Linked DNA regions of Mus musculus: all the other regions are linked to region 4. Evidence: chromatin contacts called from public promoter capture Hi-C and targeted proximity ligation data. All regions are on one chromosome and are shown on one strand. The core of a region is the stretch at or near the end of the contact, and the rest is flanking DNA. Distances in the headings are between cores, read along the strand shown.

The links. Promoter capture Hi-C pulls out the DNA fragments that hold promoters and counts their contacts.
Region 1: a targeted proximity ligation map of pancreatic cancer cells shows a contact between it and region 4. A contact is called at or near these places in 1 of 39 promoter capture datasets (macrophages), 2 of 484 Hi-C or Micro-C datasets (B cells and nephron progenitors), 4 of 130 datasets of targeted methods (the SCID.adh cell line, embryonic stem cells, large pre-B cells and 1 more) and 5 of 9 other capture datasets (adipose tissue, embryonic stem cells, liver and 2 more).
Region 2: a contact with region 4 is called in a promoter capture Hi-C map of embryonic stem cells. A contact is called at or near these places in 25 of 39 promoter capture datasets (the 3T3-L1 cell line, the C10 cell line, the HPC-7 cell line and 12 more), 3 of 484 Hi-C or Micro-C datasets (the G1E-ER4 cell line, bone marrow-derived macrophages and embryonic stem cells), 14 of 130 datasets of targeted methods (the NIH/3T3 cell line, the SCID.adh cell line, SST interneurons and 9 more) and 5 of 9 other capture datasets (adipose tissue, embryonic stem cells, liver and 2 more).
Region 3: a targeted proximity ligation map of pancreatic cancer cells shows a contact between it and region 4. A contact is called at or near these places in 8 of 39 promoter capture datasets (the SN4741 cell line, cranial neural crest, embryonic stem cells and 3 more), 4 of 484 Hi-C or Micro-C datasets (the G1E-ER4 cell line, bone marrow-derived macrophages, conventional dendritic cells and 1 more), 27 of 130 datasets of targeted methods (the 230-238 cell line, the HPC-7 cell line, the SCID.adh cell line and 20 more) and 5 of 9 other capture datasets (adipose tissue, embryonic stem cells, liver and 2 more).
Region 5: a targeted proximity ligation map of embryonic stem cells shows a contact between it and region 4, with 18 read pairs. A contact is called at or near these places in 20 of 39 promoter capture datasets (the 3T3-L1 cell line, 3T3-L1-derived adipocytes, the C10 cell line and 14 more), 4 of 484 Hi-C or Micro-C datasets (LSK cells, bone marrow-derived dendritic cells, bone marrow-derived macrophages and 1 more), 17 of 130 datasets of targeted methods (the 230-238 cell line, the SCID.adh cell line, bone marrow-derived macrophages and 9 more) and 4 of 9 other capture datasets (adipose tissue, embryonic stem cells, liver and 1 more).

What each region holds. Positions count from the first base shown.
Region 1 is chr19:5,923,419-5,926,118 of GRCm38.p6, reverse strand. It overlaps Cdc42ep2 (CDC42 effector protein (Rho GTPase binding) 2), which reads left to right and starts at 1,303. Exons shown (of 2, transcript NM_026772.2): 1 at 1,303-1,355.
Region 2 is chr19:5,892,679-5,895,500 of GRCm38.p6, reverse strand. It overlaps Tigd3 (tigger transposable element derived 3), which reads left to right and starts at 1,373. Exons shown (of 2, transcript NM_001362045.1): 1 at 1,373-1,531; 2 at 2,384-2,822. The coding sequence starts at 2,401.
Region 3 is chr19:5,876,388-5,879,087 of GRCm38.p6, reverse strand. Slc25a45 (solute carrier family 25, member 45) reads right to left here and starts at 1,266. Exons shown (of 6, transcript NM_134154.4): 1 at 397-1,266. The coding sequence starts at 433.
Region 4 is chr19:5,739,604-5,742,440 of GRCm38.p6, reverse strand. Ltbp3 (latent transforming growth factor beta binding protein 3) reads right to left here and starts at 1,541. Exons shown (of 28, transcript NM_008520.3): 1 at 1,456-1,541; 2 at 1-1,106. The coding sequence starts at 200.
Region 5 is chr19:5,559,136-5,561,835 of GRCm38.p6, reverse strand. Ovol1 (ovo like zinc finger 1) reads left to right here and starts at 1,261. Exons shown (of 4, transcript NM_019935.3): 1 at 1,261-1,635. The coding sequence starts at 1,536. It also overlaps a transcript of Ap5b1 not described here.

The sequences.
Region 1 (2,700 bases), core at 54-2,553, 180 kb before region 4:
TGAGCAGGCATGCGGCTCACATCTACAGACCCAGCTCTTTGGGAGGGCAAGGAAGGCGAGCTGCTTGAACCCAGGAGTTCAATCAATTATAATTTCTGGTAATTCCCTTTTCCCACATAACAAAATGGTCCCAGACGTTAAAACGTGGAGCTCTTGATCTAGTGGTGCATGCGTGTGAGTGTAAGATTATGTGAATGTGTGTGTGTGTGTGTGTGTGTGTGTGTGTATGTATGTGTGTGTGAGTGTGTGTATGTGTGTGACTTGGGATTAAACAGAAGGACTGACATACAGGGAATCTCACCGAGCTCCTCCGAGCTGTCCTCCTGGCCCAGAATATGGTCATCTTTAGGGAAGCATGACCCAGTCCTTCCCATTCTCCCCTCCCTTTTGGCTTGCCTGACATACTCCCCAGCCCCAGCATCCCTCCCTCCTATCCACACACCGCTTTCCACATCTGCTATCTGGAAGGCAAGCATCCCGATTTCCTCCTCCTATCACTGTCCTCTTCTTTGCCTCACTCCTCTTAGCACTCATCCACCCGGAAGGGGATCAGCCTGTGCCTGGAACCTCGAATTTCTTGAATCCTGACTCCTCAGCTTCCCTAACCACGAACAGACACTCAGAGAATTTACTCACAAAACGGCGCAATGAGAAGTTTCCCTCGGTTTGTCTCATCAGCTTTAGGACCTGTCCTTCAATAACTGTTTCTGATCCTGTTCTAAACCATCCACCTCAGAAACCACTTAGCAGGTCAGCAAACTCGTGCAAGTTCAGGCTGTGTCTGTCTCTGTTTTTCTCTGTGCTTTCCGACCCTGAATCTTTCTCGCATCCTTCATCACTCTCCTAGCCTAGGGTAAACTCTTCAAAACTCCCCTAGGTTTGTAAAACGCCTGCAAAGCCCAATTCATTCTTGAAGAGTCAGTGCGGGCGCCTCCCGGGTCCTCGTCCTTCCGTCAAGGAAACCCATCCAAGGATGGTCAGAGATTTCTCAAGAATTCTTTCTTCCGGCCTTTGTTGGCCCAGTGCTTCTAGCCTAAAGTTTTTATTCCAACACGAACAGCTGGCGTCCTCGTGTGTATCCACCCTTGTTACCCTTCGGTGATAGCCCTCAGCCGCCCGGAGGCTAAGCCTCTAGAATCTTGGAATCCAGCTCTTAGCCTTTACAGAAAGAAGAACCTGGGCGGTGCCGCGGTGGGCGGGGATGTGTGGGTGGGGGTTCGAGAGGAGCGGTCCGGGATTGGCTTCTGGCTCTGGGGGCGTGGCTTAGGCCCAAGGTCTGCACTGTAAGTTCCCAGGCCCTCCCTGGTCCTCTATCCTAGCCGCACAGCTCTGCAGCTTTGCCCGCGCTCCTCAAGGTGAGTTGGGACTGGGGTTTTACAGGCCTCCCGCAGCTCCCTGGAGAGTGCTAGCCAGGCGGTGTTCTGTTTTGGCTCAGATCAGGTCCATTATCTGGGGTCTGGATCCCCGCCCCCTACCCATGACCTCCCGCAGCGCTCAAGGCGCTGTGCTGTCAGTCTTGCAGCTCCGGGTTGTACTTCTATGCTGGCCAGAGACCTGGGACTAGGGAACATCCTCTCTTCGGCCCGTGTCCCTGCCTGGGCTGGAGGCCGTATTTTTAGCGGATGGTGAGGTGTCCTCCTATCTTTAGCTTTAGTGTTACTGAAATGGATCTGGGCCGCGCTGGGTAGCGCTTGACTGGGGATCTGGAGGGGTCGGCACAGGAACACAAGCCAGGGCTGAGCAGCCGGACTCCGGGGAGGGCGGGGGCCTGCACGTCCGAAGTCTGGCTGTGAGCCAAGCAGACATTGAGACTTCGCCCAGGCCAAGAAGCTCAGGCAAGGCAAGGCCCCTCCCAGATATCGGAGTCCCAGACAAGGTCCCCGATAATTGCAATTCTACCCTCACGGTGGTCCGATTGTGCAACCCAGAGAAAAAGGGCCTATGGGCGATCCACCTCGGGCACTGGAGCACGCAGTTCCTCGGTGGGCGTCTCCCTGGAGCGGGTATGCTCGGTGGGACCCTAGAACCCCGGGTTATAGCAGGGACGCGCGCGCCACCTAGCGACATTGTACTACAGAGAGATCGCTGCAGAAGCACCAGATTCTGAGCCAGCCCTGCCAGGGCTGGCAGGAGGGGACCTAGAAGGGTTTGGTTTTTGTTCTTGATGCAACCTCTACCTGGAAGAGCCGAAGTGCTTGAGAAAAGCCCTGAAGATATGTGCTGAATGTCCTTTGACGGTTACTGTGGATCCGTCTATTGTGCAGAGGCCTCTTGTTTCAAGTATAGCAGTGGGTCAGCTTATTTTAAAGACAGGGAAGGTGAGTTCAGTCCCAGAGAGAAAAGGTTCATTGCTCAAGGTCACAGAGGCCCAGGTGGAACTAGATTTCAAACCCTTCCCCTTGGGCTGCTGGCAAGACGGCTCAGCGGAAGTCTTTTGCTGAGCAAGCTTGGAGGTGAGCTCCTTTCCCGAAACACTCAGAGATGGACTCCACAAAGTATTCTGACTTCCACACACATTCCGCACACTACGTACACACTCGCGAACGCACTCACACACACACACACTCACATTAAAATACACTCAACAGTAACAATAAATAAAACTTTCTAGTTTTTTCTTTTTTTATTTTTAGAGGCAGTTTTTTTGTTTTTTGTTTTTTTAGTTTTTAGAAGTAAACAGATCTCTAAGTTCAGTTGGCC
Region 2 (2,822 bases), core at 124-2,623, 150 kb before region 4:
GCACTTTTCCCTTCTCTTCTCTTCTCTTCTCTTCTCTTCTCTTCTCTTCTCTTCTCTTCTCTCTTTTTTCCCCATTCATTTATTTATTGGCATCGTACCCCTGTCCAAGACAAGCACTTTGACTGTGAACCTGACCACCTGAATTTTGTCCCTGCATCCCAGATAAGGAGCTGGATGATGTGTGTTATTCCAGCACTCTTTTTTTTAAATTTATTTATTATATGTAAGTACACTGCAGCTATCTTCAGACACACCAGTCAGATCTCCTTAAGGATGGTTGTGAGCCACCATGTGGTTGCTGGGACTTGTACTCAGGACCTTCAGAAGAGCAGTCGGGTGCTCTTACCCGCTGAGCCATCTCACCAGCCCTTATTCCAGCACTCTTAGAGGGACATGGAAGTCAGAGACAGAATCTGCAGGAAGCTTAACATCCAACTGGGAGTATGCTACACAGCAAAGCCCTGCCTCAACAAGGAAGGGAACCCCTCCCAAACCTCTCTAGCTAAATACTTATATATCGACTGAAGTGTGCTCAGATTTTCCTAGAGCACCCTGAGGTCACTGTTGCCAGAGAAAGCTGAGCCCTGGCCTGCTACTGCACAGAGTTGTCTGGACTATGCACTGCCTGTTCTGCTATGTAGGCCAGGAGTACAGGGAGTCAGGCACTAATCCTTAGCAACTGAGTAGTCTTGAGGGCCAAAAAAGAAATGTGCAGATGAGACCACTAAAATAGATTTAAGAGAAAATATTTGGTTCGCAGGAGACGACACTTGGAGAGACTGACAGCATCCAGTGGTAAATGGATAGGCTCAAAACCTATGAAAAAGTGGGGTCCTGGCTGTTTAGGGGCAGGGAGGGCTAAGTTATCTACACCTAGTTACAAAGGAGGGAAGTGACTAACAGGAATTTAGATCTTGCCGTGACCCACCAAAACTGGTTAAAAAAAAAAATGTCCTTTCTTGCCACCGGTGTATTTTGTAGGCCGTTGGCAAGACCAGAGGCCAGCGCTGTCCATGGTAACTCTTTTGTGACTAAAAGCTTACATTCATTCATTTTCTCCTTTCATCTTGTTTCCAAAACAAATCCTGGAGGGCCGGTATCCCAGTTAGGTACCACGTAGGGATGGGGTCGAAATCACCTGGGTGGCTGTCAAGGCACGCCGGCTGGTCGACAAGTGATAGGCACTAAGGCCGGTTCTTCCCGCCAGACCCCTCCACTCAGGAAGCTCCTCCTCCGGAGGGCTGACAAACCGCCACTTCCACAGCATCCAATCAGATGTAACTGGAGGCGGGACAAGTTGCCGCTGATGGCTAATCAGTTTGTTAGGGCGGGGCTGCGGAGGGGCCGCGACGAGGTTTTCCCAGCCTTGAGAGACCCGGGTGAGGGCTGTGCGCGCTCTGCGCGCGCCCGCTCCAGAGCAGCCTCTCGGCGCGCTCTGTCCTCGGGTCGCGGCGCCCGTCACTCTCTGGTTCTGCTGAGGCCCAGGAACCTGGCTGGGGCAGGGACTGGAGGCGCGGGACGGCGCCTGGAGGTGGGTGCGGAGCGGGAGGCCCTGTAGCCGGGTGGGCGGGCGGGCTGGGGTCGACGCCTGTGTCCGTCCAGCCGACTGACGAGGGGTCAACTCAGCGAACCAGGGCGCAGAGCCCAGCGCTCGAGCCGCCTGCTTCCTGGCCGGTGCTCCCTTCTCTCTGATATCACTCCAGGCTATCACTGGGCAGAGGACACTTCTTCCCTTTTGCCCTCATCCTCCTCACCCTGTCTCCCTTTGTCGTCTTGGCATCTTCACTCTCCTGGTTGAACCGTTGGGTAGCTTTACCACCCCGCCTTGCCAGCGCCGAATTGTACTAGCGCCTTCAGACACCATCCATCTGGCTTTGTCATCTGTACCATCTCACCTGTTCATCTCGACTCTGTCCGTTCAGTCTACCACCTGCCTTCAGCCATCAAAATTCAACCTAGGTCCTCCTCCTCCTCATCTCCTCTCAGGGGACTCCTCCCTGGCACCCTGAATGTCCCCTACACCTGCCCCGCTCAGCCTCAGCCCCAGGCCTCTCCTTGTTTTTGCTCCTTTGTTGTCCCTGCAGCTGTCTCCTGGTTGTCTTTACAGCTGTGCTTTAGCCTCTATTCATCCTTCCACCCCATCAATACCAAACCCCAGCCCAGAATTCTCTCCACTTCGGACCAGAAACACTCGACTCTGCCAGCTCTCTTCTGGGTCTAGCCCTCTCCTCCCACAGCCTGGCCATCTCATGTCTCTTTCAGCTGGCCTGGTCTCCTCCAGCTTTCTGCATTCCAGAGAATTGCTCTGGCTTCAGGGGTCCCGACCTCTTCTGTTCTTCTTGCTCTCAGCCATTGGCACGCTCTCCTACTTTTCTTCCCCCAGCAGCTTCCCAGGGAGTCATGGAGCTGAACACCAAGAAGAAGCTTCACGCCCTGTCCCTGGCTGAGAAGATCCAGGTGCTGGAACTCTTGGATGAGTCTAAGATGTCCCAGTCAGAGGTGGCCCGGCGCTTCCAGGTCTCACAGCCCCAGATCTCACGGATCTGCAAGAATAAGGAGAAGCTGTTGGCAGACTGGTGCAGTGGCACAGCCAACCACGAGCGGAAGCGGAAGCGTGAATCCAAATACAGTGGGATCGATGAGGCTCTACTGTGCTGGTACCACATTGCCCGAGCCAAGGCCTGGGATGTAACGGGGCCCATGTTGCTCCACAAGGCCAAGGAACTGGCCGATATCATGGGCCAGGATTTCGTGCCTAGCATTGGCTGGCTGGTCCGCTGGAAACGTCGAAACAATGTGGGCTTTGGGACTCGCCAGGTCCT
Region 3 (2,700 bases), core at 17-2,516, 140 kb before region 4:
TCACCAGGGGTGCGTTCACAGTGTCCTTTCTCAAGGCTCAGGAGTGCACCCATTGACAGGTAGGGCAGATTTCCAAAGGTAAAATAAGGACAGGACAGCCGGAGAGATCAAAGGTAAATGTGTTCTGGTCCCCTCACACTGGTCTGGGAGAAGGGCTTGGGTGAGGTTGTACCTTGGCTGTCAGATCCCCACCGCCCCCCGACAGTATGGCCTTCGGATAGAGAAGCAGTTCCTGCTTGCTTCTTTCCTCTCGGCCTCCTTGGCCATTCCCAGAAGGCTCTGGGGACAGCTGGGTGCGGGTGCTCCAGAGGGAACAACTTCTCTCAACAACCCATCCTCCCAGGGAAGCCACCCACCCTTAGGGATGATAGGACAAAAAGAAGAAAAATGTCTCACCAGAGATCCAGCCAGCCACAAACTCTTCCACGGGCATTTTCTGGGCTCCTGTGGGAACTGGTACTCCGAGCAGGCCCGCTGGAGACTGTTGCAAGTGAGATTCCCCACCCCCTTTCCAAACCCGATAACCTCCCACTAATGTTTAACCCTGGCTGGAGTGTGCGTGGTGGCCCAGTGCCCAGACCTCAGGCAACCATTAGCGAGAGTGAGCCAACGTCTGTGACCCTGAGACTGGAAGAGGCCTGAGAAGTAATGGAATCTCTAGAGGCAGGTTGACAGCCACAGAGATCCAGGGTTCTGTGCCTAGACAGTGACAGCCATGCTGGCTCACAGAGGATGCCAACTGAGTCCTAGTTTGGCGAGCCTCTCGAAGGCTGCCTTAGTGAGCAAGGACCTGGGCCCTGCTTGACCAGCCAGTTCATAGCAAATTCCCATTCATTCCCACCTACCCTGACAAGCTGTGGGGCTATGTGAAGTCAGAACGTGGCCACGAGGTGGCAGTCCCAGGCTACAGTGGCCTGCAGCAGCCACCTATGCCTAGTCAGAATAAGAATAACCCAAAAAGAGGGAGGCCCCGGCCCCCAGAAGTGACTCACCAGGCCCTGAAGCCTGTTTGTCTGCTCTCTCCAGAGTTGTTTACAGCCATGAATCAGAACCGCAGCCTCCTTTTGCCCAGGGGAAGAAACAATGGGCTTTTGACTGTGCAGTGGCCCACTGCTGCGCTACATCAAAACCAAAATTCCGCTCTCCTGCCTCTCTGCCTCACGATGATGGGGCAAGATGGTCCTCAGCAGATACCAGGGCTTAGATTTAGATTTCCCTGTTTCTAAACTGCAACAGTTGCAGTTCCTTTCTTTAAAAACTAAGAAGGAAGAGGCCGAGTCGGAAGAGGCTCATGTACCGCCCTTCTCCTCTGACCTCATGTTCTGCTTCCTGCTCCACTGAAAAGGGCTCTCAGCCGTGAGGCCCTAATGCCGGCATTGCTTCCTCTTCTTGGACCTACTCTCTCGGACCTCCTTCAAGCTAGGGCTGAAAACTCCCCTTTTTAGTGAGACCACTCCACAAGTCATCTCAGGGACAATTGTAATGACCCCTGGCCCCCGGTGCCCCTGCCTCTGCACAGCCACCTACATGCATAAGGACCTTTATATGTAATATATATGTAATAGGACGTGGTGAAGATTCGTGAAAACCAAGGATGAGGGCGAGAGCTGCTACTGTTCCATGCGACTTGACTGGGCCTCTTTCTGAGATGGAGAAACTTTCCTGGGGACCCGAGAGGGTCTGGGCAGTGGATGGTGTCGCAGTGCTGTCTTCCCAGGCCTGTTCTGAAGGCTCTTGGTCTTGGACAGAAGTCGGTCTCTGGACAAGTCCCTTGCCCTTGCTCTTGTCGCTGATCTATTATGAGCAGCTAACTGGTTGTCTATGCAGTCAAGGACCTGTGACTGCTTGATCCGTTTACATGTTTAAAGGATTAGAGAACGTGGCACAGGGTAGACAGAACACATGCTAATGAATGACGAATGGATGAATGAATAGAAAGGTCAGGAGCAGCATCAGTGGCCAGAAGAATGAAAAGTCCAACGTTGGAATGGGCAAAGACCATGTGGTACACATACACAACGCAGTTTTAGGGTGTAAAGGACACTAACATGGTGTCACTTGCAAGCAACTGGGCAGAAGTAGAAGATTATTATGGGAAACAAAGTAAGCTGACCTCAGAAAGACCACCAGCATCACACTTTCTCATGGGTAGACTCTAAAATTACACACACACACACACACACACACACACACACACATGCACACACACACACATACACACACTTTCAATCTTGTAAGATTTGTGTGGCTGAGTGTTTTCCCTACCTGTTTCTTTCAGGTGTAGCTCAGGAGTAGAGTGCTCAGTTTACATGTACAAGGCCTGGGTTGAACACACACAGACACACACAGAGACGGAGAGAGAGAGAGAGAGAGAGAGAGAGAGAGAGAGAGATTTTTTTTAAGTATCCAACACATAAATGGTAGCTACTAATCCTCTTGGTTCCATTTACAGAGCCCATAAGATGGCAAGTGACAGAGAGAAAAGGGCTTGGCCCATGTGCAGCACATGGTGGATAAGAAGGAACTGAAGATTCCTCCTCTCCGCCTATAGTGGTTTATGTCTTCTATAGCAATGCTGAGGCCTTCTGTAATATTTGTTCTTTTGTTGTTTTGTTTTTGTCTTGGTAGTTTTTGTTTGTTTGTTTGTTTGTTTGTTTGTTTTAGAGATAGAGCCTCACATATCCGAGGCTAACTTTGGAC
Region 4 (2,837 bases), core at 292-2,791:
ATCACTGGCGCAAAGACCACCTTGAAGCGTTCGCGGGCCAGCGCCCCGCCCCCGCCTGTGCCCCGCTCGCCGGCCGGCCCACCCTCGGCCCCGCCGCCGGGGCCCAGCAGCGCCAGCAGGAGTAGTGCCAGCAGCCCCAATGCCCCGGCCTGGCGCATCGCAGGGGCCAGGCCGTGGGCAGCCCCTCGGGGCCCGGGCATCCGGGGCCGCACGACCCTCGGAGATTGGAGGTCGAGCCCGAGCAGGGGATCGAGTGTTGGTAGCAGAGGGCAGAGCGGGGCGAGAAGCCAAGGGTAGGGAGGGGACAGCAGGAGCGGCCGGGATCCCCGTTGCGAGGGAGAGCGATGGAAGCTGCACTGAGGGTAGAGCGAAGAAACTTCCCTGGCCGGGAGAAACCCAGCCAGGCCCCGAACTGAGGCCGCAGCGAGGAGGCCGGAGCAAGTGGAGGCGGAGAGGAGGAGCGAGGGGAGAGGAAGGCCGGGCGGCCAGCCCGCTCCGCGCCTCCCCCTGGCCGGGCTCCTCTCCCGCGGCCGCCGGGAAGCAGGGAGCGCGCGGGGAGGACGCAGGGAGAAGTGAGCAGTTGTTTTCCCTGGCTGGAGCGCGCCGGCGGCGAGGGGGGCTGGGACGCTGGCCCGGGGCCAGGGAGACAATTTTTTTTTCTCCTCTCTCTTTTTCCTTCTGGTTCAAGCGTCTTTCGCTGCTGCCCGGAGAAGCGACGATGTGCGGCAGGGAGGGCGCCGGTTGGAGTGGGGGCAGCCCCCTAGGTGCCCGCCCCGCGCAGGAACCGACCTGGGTTCTTTCCAGAAGAATCCTCACCTGGGGACTCCGCCAGATTCCTCCGGGCGGGGTGCAGAGGCCTGTGCACACCTCCCCCGCCCAACTACTTTTCCACCTGGTCAAAATGGGGAAACCGAGGCAGATGGTCCTTGCTTGGAGGATCAGAGGTCTGTTAACTTTTGCCCATTGGCCTTTGTACATGTAGGGGTTCTCGAAGCCCTGAAGTCATGGGTCCTTATTCCTGGTCCTGTCTTCTCTCGAAGGAAAGGATTTAAGCAGGAGAGAGCACCTTCTGGCCAGGGTTTACTGGCCGGGGAGAACCCTGTGGCCTCAAGAAGAAGAGCAGAAAGAACAAAGCTAGAAACCTGGCTTCCCTGCCAATGTTCCCCCCCCCCCCCCCGCTCCTTAGAGGGCTTCCTGGTGCCCACCCTGCCACCTCCCCCCTTCCCCTCGTCTGGCCTGGCTGGCGGCGCTGGCTCTGGGCCTCAGACACTCTGGAATCGCCAAGGTCTGAGCTCAGGGCCTGGCCCCCTTCCCAGGCTAACAGCCGGAGAAGGGAGTGCTACTTGAGTGCTCAGGGGGCTGGGGAGAAGCCCAGCAGGGCCCTGGGGCAGGGGTTGACAGGGGGGTGGGGAAGGGTCTTGAATTTGCTCAAGGCTGTAGAAGAGCTAGACTTACTCACTGGTCTGAAAGGGGAGGCTGTGGTGTCCCGGATCTGGACAATACTGTGAGAACGTGCTAGGAAGCCCCAGGATCCAGTGTCTGACTCAAAAGAACTTAGTAGGGCTAAGGGTGACCAGGGTCAGAACCATGCCAAGTCTGGTTCATGCCAGGCCCTCTCCAGGGGAATCAGGGGGTGGTAATCTGATGGGAAGAGGGGGTTGGGCTCGGCTTTAGGCACACCTTTCCAAAGAGCTAATGGTGGTTTTTTTTGTTTTTTGGTTTTTTTTTTTTTTTTACTTTAAGGCTGAGTTTATTTGGGTAGCTTCGGAGGGACTGAGGGAGGCCATTTGATGAGTTCTGCTTGAATTGCTCAGTAGCTCAGGCGCTGCTCAGTACAGCCTACTGCTGCAATGCTGGCAGGGGGTGACCTCTGTGTCCCAAGAGGATTCCTTGCTGCTAGAATCTAGGAGGACTTGGGAGGGGGGACCCCTCCCCCTGCTCTAGTAACACTGTTGCAACAGTAACACTGAATACTTTCCACCTGGCAGGAGTGGTGCTGAGCGCTCTTACATTCATTTTTTCCTTTGAACTGGTGTAAACCTGACCCTCCCCTGTGCAGAGTAGGCAGAGGCTCACCTTGGAACAAGGCGCTGTCAAACAGTCCAGGCTTGGAATCTCGTGCTCTCCAAGCCTTGGAATTCTTGCCCATGGAATGAGATCTAGTCACCCAACTGTGAAACAAAAGGAGTGGTGGGCTGTGGGGGTCTGGGACAGCTTCCTTCAAACACGCTTTTCCATAGTGAAGGGAAGTAATGAGGGGAGCCTTGGGGCATGCTGGGAAGCCGAGAAAGGTGAAAAGGACTGCAATGAGTCTTGCAGAGTCAAGAGTGAGAAAACAAACAAACAAACAAACTTCCAAACCAAAAAAAAAAAAAAAACCGCTGTCCTTTCCAAGTCAGAGGAAAAGCCAGGCGAGCAACACGGTGGGAAGGGCAGAGGGCAGTGCAGCTGTGGTCTGAGTGGGTATGTAAGTCACTGTGAGGAATTTGGATCAGCGGGCACTGTATCAGGGCCGATGAGGATCTGCCCACCGCACACCTCTTGGAAGGATGTGGCTGTTTGATTTGGGACTGTGGAAAGTCGCGCCATTGTGAAGTAAATGATACAGAGAAGCAGGTGATGTGGTCTCAGGGTTTGGCTTCATCCCCTGGCAGGTGAGAGAAAAAGACAGGAGAGGGACACTATGGAGGTCCCTTTCAAGTCTTCTGAGCAGAGACACCTGAGCCCATGACAGACTGGAACATAGGCTCATTCCTGAGCACACAGGGAATGTTACTCTGTGGGAAAGGTGACTCAGTAGTTCACGAGAAGGGCCCACAGAAACAGGCAAGCTGCCA
Region 5 (2,700 bases), core at 12-2,511, 180 kb after region 4:
AGCATGAACCGTATCCACCTGTGACTCCTGACTTTTGAACTGTGTGAATTAATTTATCAGACTAATTTCCTCACAGTCTGTTCCGGCAAACATTTAACACTATGTGAGACAGGTGTACTGAAGTCTGGAGTCTAAAAATGTTAGCAGCCTTTAACTGCAGGTTCCATCCCTGCCTTTAATAGGTCAGCCAGTAAAAGCAACCCAGCACGGCCAAAGTGTCATAGTGTGGCTCACACGAAGGCCACGGAACACTCTCAGTTCAATGGGGGTGGGGCATAGCTCCAACTAGGCCTGCTGAAGAGTACAGCAGGGTGGAGGGGGAGCTGCTTGCTGATCTCCCACCCAGGGAGGACACTGGTTGCAACAGGCAAGAGGACTGTGTCAGATCTCACTCAGCTGGAGTCATTATCCCAGAGCCTCTTCCAGGTTTTCAGAATCTGAAATCCGGCTGTTTATGACCAGGAGAGTTTGGGCGAATACACCCGCCCATATGCCAAGGTGCTGGCCTGGGTTAGGTTGGACTCAGGGCAGTTTAATCGCCCTCGAAACCAGAAGGCAGGCTCCAGCTTTGGATTCACAGGCGCATCCGAGCCTCCCGGTCCACGCGCACCTCTCGTCTCGCGTGCCTTTCCGCAGGAACCCGGTGCCCAGCAAATACCTCTCCGCTGAACCAAGAATTGCTCACCCTGGCCTTGGGGATCCCTGGCCGCTGGGTTCGGGCCCGGACCGCCGGTTCCCGCTCCGCGGCTTTGTGCCTCTCCCGGCGCCCCGGGCGCGCCAGGCTGGGCCCGGACCTGTTGGGCCAGTTTTATGTCATCGCCCACAGAGCGTGCGAGCGCCGGTGCAAATAACGTTGCCCTCCCCTCCCTTTCCGTGCCCGCTCCCTCCGAAACTCTAGTTTGCAAACGTGAGCACGCTGGGCAGGGGAGGTCCGGGGCGGGCCGGGTGCTTCTGGGTGTGGGGACCGGAGCACGCCCCCTAACCCTGCCCCCGTCGTGCCACCCCGCCCGGGCCGCGAGGCCACCTCACCCGCAGCGGAATGGAAACCGGTTCGACAGGTAACAAATAGGTGGGTTGTCACCGTTATTTCCCAACGCATGCGCCATCGCTCTCTCGGCCACTCCAAGCTAATTAGATCAGATCAACACCCCTACCCCACCCCCGCCCGAGCCACCAACACACACCGCCGCGAGCCAATAAAGCGTGAACCCGTCCGTCCAGCTCGCACTTGAAGACTTCGCGAGCAGCCGCGGGGACGCCAGTCGAGCTAAAGGACGCTGGCTTAGCGCTTCTGCGATCCCGGTGCACCTGGCTGCACCCTCTCTGTGGACACCGGCGACCTTCGGCGTAGTTGGAAACGCCACGCGTGGTCCCTGGTACACTCTGTCCTAAGAACGTGGACACGCCTCGGCGACTCTTTCCTTGAACTGTCCCTATTCCCGCGCCTCAACCCCGATCCGGTGGAAGAAAAGGTGGGACGACCACACGAACTCGACTTACCAGAGCGAACCGCGCCGGGCCAGGAGGAACTGAAGATGCCTCGCGCGTTCCTGGTGAAGAAGCCATGCGTCTCCACGTGCAAGAGGAACTGGAGCGAGCTCCCGGACGAAGAGCGCGGCGAGATCTACGTGCCAGGTGAGGCGCCTCGGGCTCCCGGCGCCGGGAGGGCGGGGCGCACGGACCAGCGGTCGGCGCCGGTCAGTCGAGCGTGGGGACGCAGATTCTCGTCGCGATTCGACCCCCGGCGCTGAAGGAGCGTGGGTGGGGGAAGGGGACTCCAAACCGAGGCTTTGCCGCTCTCAGGCCCGGGATCTCCTGCCCGCGCCGCGCTACAGGGGACGCAGTGGGGTGTGTCACCGCTCAGGCGACCTCCGGCTCTCGTGTCGTAAATCCAGAAAACCCGGGCTTTCATGAGGCAGGAGAGGAGCACTGGAGCGATGCCACTTTGGAGGGGAGGGCCAGGGAATGGAAAGGAGCAGAGCTGGAGTTTCCGCTGAAACTTGGGCTACATTGTAAGAGAAAACTTGGCCCCATAACTTTGGTGGTATTGAAATGAGGGTCCAGATTCAGGACCACCGAATTTCCCTGGACTCCTGCCTGACGGTCCAGGAGCTGCTGGGAAATAAACCCAATGTACCTTGCTTGCCTTTGAGACAGTCCCACCTCGGTTCAGCTCGTGGAGGACACTAAGCAAAAGATGGTTCTTAGAGCCGTAAGGTACTCCAGGAAGCCAGTGTACCTAGTTTATTTAGGGAGGACGCCTTGACAGCCTGCACGTCAACTTAGAATTGAGTTGCTAGAATTGTCTCTTCTTCCAGCTGCATCTTCCTCTGAGACCCTAGAAAACTTCTGCCCCCTCTCTCCCAATACAAAACTCCCCTCCCCTATCTTGGGGGGTGGGGCAGGAGCCTACTGCCCTGCGCCTCCAAGGGGGGAGGGGGAGGCGGTAATTAACCAACCGACTTTGACCCTTGATCTGCAGGTTCCCTGGCTCCACCCAGGCTTTTAAGAAAGCAGGGGAAATGAGGGTGGTGAGTGAGGGGCCCTGTGCGGGTTCTTGCCTCAATTTCCCTCTTGGAAAGCTGTCTTGGGCGTAATGGTGTTTTGTGTCAGACCGTCCAGGATCCGATGGCTGGTAGGATGTTTTATAAGTGAACCTTACTAAGGAGCTGTATGGCTACTCTGAAGGCTGCTTAAAGG